Linked DNA regions of Sus scrofa: region 1 is linked to region 2. A link is a contact called in public HiChIP or PLAC-seq data. All regions are on one chromosome and are shown on one strand. The core of a region is the stretch at or near the end of the contact, and the rest is flanking DNA. Distances in the headings are between cores, read along the strand shown. Region 1 overlaps GAB1 (GRB2-associated-binding protein 1). Region 2 has its middle 23 kb from the start of SMARCA5.

Region 1 (2,844 bases), core at 57-2,556, 72 kb before region 2:
TGGCTGCCCCACAGCATATGGAGTTTCCGGGCCAAGGATCAAATCCGAGCCACAGTTGCCACCTACACACAGCTGTGCTAACACCAGATCCTTTAACCCACTGTGCTGGGTGGAGGGAATCGAACCTGCATCCCGGCACTGCAGAGGTGCCTCTGATGCCTTTGCCCCACGGTGGGAACTTCTCCCTTATTTTTTTAATAGCTGACAGATTTTAAATATTTCTTGGAACTAAATGCAGAAGATAAAATCTAAACAAATTCTATCGAGAAGTTAATATAAAAAAATAATTTTGCATAAAGTAAAAAGACCAAATAGACTTTTTTTTCTATGTTAATAAAACACTAATTTGACTCTTTAATGGTCTCAATACACAGCCCCACCCACCCACCCCCAGCAATCCCAGTTGATGTGAGCATTATGGGTTTTAGTTGGAAATTTTCCTGTGTTTGATTTAGAATTATTTCACTTTTTAGGAACAGGAGAAGAATTAGAATTGTTGCCTTCAACATGCCTGCACTCATGTACCAGTGAGGGTGTGGGGGCTTTTACACATGTTCATGTTCCACCTGACTTCCTGTGTGTATGTATCTACTGCAAGAGCACCTACAGTCTCAGGAAGGGGGCAGGGACTGGATTAGAGTGTAGATGTAGAGAGGGAAGATTCAGGCAGAATAGCCCCTCTTAGGAGTTCCTATTGTTGCTCAGCAGGTTAAGGACCCAGTGTTGTCTCTGTGAGGATGCGGGTTTAATCCCTGGTCTTCCTCAGTGGGTTAAGGATCCTGCATTGCTGCAAGCTGTGGCATGGATCGCATGTATAGCTGAGACCTTGTATTGCTGTGGCTGTGGCATAGGCTGGCAGCTGCAGCTCCAGTTCTGCCCCAAACCTGGGAGCTTCCTTATGCCTCAGGTGCGGCCATAAAAACAAAACAAAACAATAAAAAAGAATAGCTCCTCTCAGCATTTCATGACGATCTGATCCTACCACAAAGAGTTGGGGCTCGGGGTCTTCCAAAGCCCTCAATTGAATGGGGGGAGTAGATGCCATCCTTTCCTACCTGTCCTCTCTATTCCAGATCCACCCCGCCTTCACTCTGGTTAAATACCACCAATTATGTATTTAAAATTAAATACTGAGATGTGAATTTCTGTGGCAAAGTGTGGGATGTCCCAGTGACGTCTGTGAAAACCCAAAGCCAATCCCTGTGCTCCAAACCCAAGATTTATATTTAGAAGACAGTGTGGATCCCGTATTTTTAAAATGCTGTAAACATGTTTGTGTGGCTATTTTTAGCTTCTACAGACTTTAGTGAACTTCCCAGTTGGCAAGTCAGACACAGTCAGTTGTCGTCTGTTACCTCAGATGCCAACGCTCTGTGAATGACTCTGATTGTCTCGTGGGGTTTCTACCGTTTTTAGAGCAGATAAGTGTGTACATTATCTTGTGGCAACTGCATATGGTATATCTATATACGTATTATTATACACACTCTATGTGTTTTTAGCTTTTATCCACTATATAACTTGGGCAGTAGTTTTCCTTGGAGTTCATATGAGTTGTGTCCTGCCAGATGGCCCTGGCAGAAATAGCTAGTTCTTTTTTCTTTCCCCCAACCTTTCTTTCTCAGTCCTTTCTCAGCCTTAAATCACATGCATACGCAAGTCCTTACTGTGGCTGTTATTTTCAGTCCATTGTATCTACTTCCTGTTGGTCAAAGGTTAGGAGGCTTGGGTGGTGTCAAGGGAGATGGAAAGTTGACAGGAAAAAGAAAGCCAGGCTCATTTTAGGGCTGACATATCATGGAAGGGGCAAGGTAGCACTGACTTAAAAAAAAAAAAAAAAAAGATGTAAATGATCAGCAGCTTTTCTTGTATAATGAGATTGTTATCTGTGTTACGTGAATGAAAACATGTTTTATCCAAAGAATCATGTCTTTCCAAAGAGTAACACCCCCTTGGTCATGGGGGTGGGGGGTGGGGGAGGCGTCAACATCGGTTCTTGGGCCAAGTCCTCCACATTTGCTTCAAAGATCCTCTTGATTTCATTATGTCTGGAGTAATTTTTTTTTTTTTTTTTTTTTTTTTGGCTTTTCAGGGCCGCACCTGCAGCTTAGGGAAGTTCCCAGGCTAGGGGTCATATCGAAGCTACAGCTGCCGGCTTACAGAACAGACAAAGCAATACCAGATCTGAGCCGTGTTTGCAACCTACACCACAGCTTATGGCAACACCACATCCTTAACCCACTGAGCGAAGCTAGGGATTGAACCCGCATACTCAGGGATACTAATCGGATTTGTTTCCACTGCACCACAACAGGAACTCCCTGGAGTAATTTTTGTGTCATGTTCACCTGTGTGCTTAGTTCCCCTCTTTGGGTGAGGTTACTCTTTGCATCTTGAACTTAATGTGTTTTATAGGCAGTGACTCCAGAATGCATAATTCATCTCTTTGGAAGCATGTCTTTCAAAGGAAACCTTTTGTTGCCGTATCTTTTGTTCTGGAAGCCTTGTACTGATGATGTTTAGAAGAAAATTATACTGAGCATTATTTTGGCTTGCTTACATGTAAGTGTAATTTCGGGAATTTGAATTTTGTTTTGTAACACTTCAGTGCTTTTTCTCTAGATGTTGTTTTTGAACTGTGATCCAAATATTGGTGTTTTACTTAATAGGAAGAAACTTCAAAGAGAAAAGGAGTATGTTTTAGTGTGTTTTGCCGGAAACTCTAAATGCTATCTTTATTCCAGAATTAATTATTTTGGATTGATAGCTGAACAGGAAATAAAGTTTAGAAATTTGGGGTTTAGGGAAGATAAAATTTTTAAAAATTTCAGATTGTTACTGGTA
Region 2 (3,012 bases), core at 249-2,748:
ATTTATATGTTAACCTAAATAAGAGCACAAAATAATTTTCCTTAAGATGTATTTTCATATATTTTTGAATAATCCAATGCAGTTCAAAATACAAAAAAAAAAGCATAAAGCATTATGCATCAATAAGTATCTCTTTCACAGTATTTGTTTTTCTAGATGTCCACTTTCAAAGTTGTGTTTACAAACGATCTCATAAATTTCAGTTGTTCTTTCTCCCTGGGCTTGTATTTGCAGTTCCAGCAGCTATGCATGTTTGTTATTTGGTGGACATCGCCCCCTTGTGCATAAAACTGAATCTGCAAGGTAAATCCTGACGAAAAGTGGAATCAACTTGTATATTCTTTCACAAAAAGTACAATTGTAAGTTTCTTGACGCCGTATGTTCTGTCGCCATACCTTCAGTGACTCAGTTATGACAGCCCCAAATATTAGTCCTTTTCTTTAAGTCCTCAGTGAAGATTTCCCCACACTTGCCTTAGTGATCTCATGTGCATTTTGTGCTTTTTTGTCTCCAAAGTATTCTCACATCCATATTTTGTTTAATTAGAACAGGAATTATTGCCCTCCTTTTCTATTGAGATATAATTTACATTCCATTTTCTACCCACTTAAGGTGTTCAATTCAATGGTTTTTAGTATATTCAAAGTTGTGCCATCATCACCGCAGTTTATTTTAGAACAATTTCATCAATTCAAAGAGGAACTTTGTACCTATTAGCAAACACTACCCATTTCCCCAACCCTACCTGAAACCCTTGACAACTGCCAATCTATCTTGTCTCTGTAGATTTCCCTTTCCTGGACATTTAATATAAACGGCATATATATAATACAATGTGTGGTCTCCTGCGACTTTCTTCTTTCACTTGGCTTGGTGTGTACAGGAGTCATCCATGTTGTAGCCTGAATCAGTACTTGATGCCTTTTCATAGCTGAGTGATAGTCCATTTCAGGGATGCCTCACATTTAATTATCCATTCGTTACGTGAATTTTTTCTGCTCTTTGGCTGTTAAAGCTAAAGCTGTTACAAACGTTCAGCGGTCTTCCTTTTGCAGCTATAAAATGGAAATCTTCTCAGCTGAGATGATCATTCAAAGGCGTGCAACAGGAGGAAGGAATTGTCCTCTCAGGACTTCACTTTGCCACTCACAACACCACTCCGGCCATGGGGTCAGCCCCTGCCCCTGAGAGCTCCTCACACCCCTAGTCTCCTCAGCCTTCCTGGAATTCCTGTTGCTGTCATCTCCGGTTCTTCAACCCTAAAAGCATCATCCCATCAGCTACCCCAGTCTCGCACCCCTTTCCCTTTGCAACCTTCCCTCTGATTCTCTGAAAAACTTTATCTTCCCTTGATACTCAGTTTTCCTTGATGGAAGGTAGGCTCCCCTGAGGATACCACTTCCCCAACTCTTTCAAGTAGAACTATTTCCTGTCCTACCCCAGGACCTGGGAGCAGGAAGGGAGTTCCCTTCCTCTCCAACACTGCTTCGAACAAGCCTCCCTCCTCTGCCCAAATCCCTAGCACTTTAGCTTAAGACATCACTGTTCCTGTTGCTAAGACCTAGTGACTCCTGGTTACCCCTTGTCATTCAGTGCTCACTCCCTCTTGCCCTCTCGTCAACCTGTAAATCGCTGCCTTCTCCTCTTCTCTGTCCCTTTCAAGGCTCTGGGTGACTTTCATATCCTCCTGAGCAGTGCATACAGAACACTGGTTTCTCTCAGTTTCTTCACCTCCAGTGACCTTTTCCTCCATCTGCTTCAGCCATCCGCCACCGCTTCCACCCAAGATCTTGTGGAATCAGACCAATTCACCAAAGGAAAAATTGGCAGCATTGACATAAGCCTTGTTACTATGAATAAAGCTTACAGTCTATTAACAGCTTTTGAGGATTTCCTGTGACATCTTAGATGGTTTTGCGCCGCTTTTAAGGAATGTGCAATTCACATCTGTTCTGGCACCCTGTTTTTTGTAGCTGGAGGAACAGGGAGCAGAGAGAAGATGGAGAGAAGTTGGAGAGGGGGCTGGGCAGCTATGGAGAGGTCAGACTGATGGCCAGGAAGGTGGAGGAGACCGGGAATGTACCCAGGAAGAGGATGTCACTGCAACGCTCATCACTGTCCACACATTTCGTGATGTATTTGATTGTGAGGAATCCTCATGAATACATTTTTATAGCTCTTACCCTTTTACCTTTACTCATATAATAAATGTTCCTCTTTTTAAAGACCATTCTCTTCTCTTCCGTCCCTGCCTTTGTTTACTCCTAGGTCTTTTCTCACCTGGATCTCTTCCGGGGATCCCCTGGCTCCCCTTGGCTCTAGTTAGGGCTCCACTCAGCCTCCCAGGTGGCTTTTTTTATTGAGGTATAATTGATGCACAGTATTAGATAAGTGTAAGTGTACAACACAGTGATTCACAATTTTTAAAGATTGTGTTCCGTTATAGTTACAATAAAATATTACCTATATTCTCTGTATTTTATACATAGTAGTTTTTGCCTCTTAATCTGGTATGAGGTGATATCTCCTTGTAGTTTTAAAGTGCATTTCTCTGATCATTAATGATGTTGAGCATCTCTTCCTGTGCCTTTTGGCCATCTGTATGTCTCCTTGGGGGAAATGTCTATTCAGATCCCTTTTTCCATTGGGTTGTTTTTTGCTGTTGAGGTGTAGGAGCTGTCTTTGAAGGCTCTTCCCCGTCTTTCTTCCTCTACTTTGATTCACCCACATGACCCTGGCTTTTCTGGTTCTCCAGGTCTATTAGGACCTCTGTGTATAACACAGAGAATATGAGCAATTATAGAGATTTCAGGCTGTCCTGGGAAGACTGTGGCCATCCGAGCCCTGCCCCAGAGCCTGGGGTTTAGCTGACATGGAGGAAGACACAAGACACGTCTAATATTCATTTTGAGGCAGCCAGAGCATTCCAGATAAAATTTTCATTTAAAAGTGCAAACATGAGAGTTCCCGTCATGGCGCAGCGGAAACGAATCAGACAAGGAACCATGAGG

What was found. HiChIP or PLAC-seq counts read pairs in DNA pulled down with a chosen protein or histone mark.
Region 1: a contact with region 2 is called in an H3K27ac HiChIP or PLAC-seq map of skeletal muscle, with 6 times the contacts expected there. The contact joins two enhancer-like sites. A contact is called at or near these places in 1 of 5 promoter capture datasets (liver), 9 of 47 Hi-C or Micro-C datasets (alveolar macrophages, embryonic fibroblasts, fetal heart ventricle and 4 more) and 1 of 2 datasets of contacts at active chromatin or transcription factors (skeletal muscle).

The regions. Positions count from the first base shown.
Region 1 is chr8:84,318,548-84,321,391 of Sscrofa11.1, reverse strand. The region is part of intron 1 of GAB1 (GRB2-associated-binding protein 1); the gene reads left to right. Among named protein-coding and RNA genes, the nearest start is that of GAB1, 72 kb to the left of the region's middle. Within about 2 kb of position 1,306, at least 13 of the 83 cell types and tissues checked have an H3K27ac peak or open chromatin away from gene starts, as enhancers often do. A contact at or near this core is called in skeletal muscle, where this site is marked.
Region 2 is chr8:84,246,682-84,249,693 of Sscrofa11.1, reverse strand. No RefSeq gene overlaps it. Among named protein-coding and RNA genes, the nearest start is that of SMARCA5, 23 kb to the right of the region's middle. Within about 2 kb of position 1,498, at least 4 of the 83 cell types and tissues checked have an H3K27ac peak or open chromatin away from gene starts, as enhancers often do. A contact at or near this core is called in skeletal muscle, where this site is marked.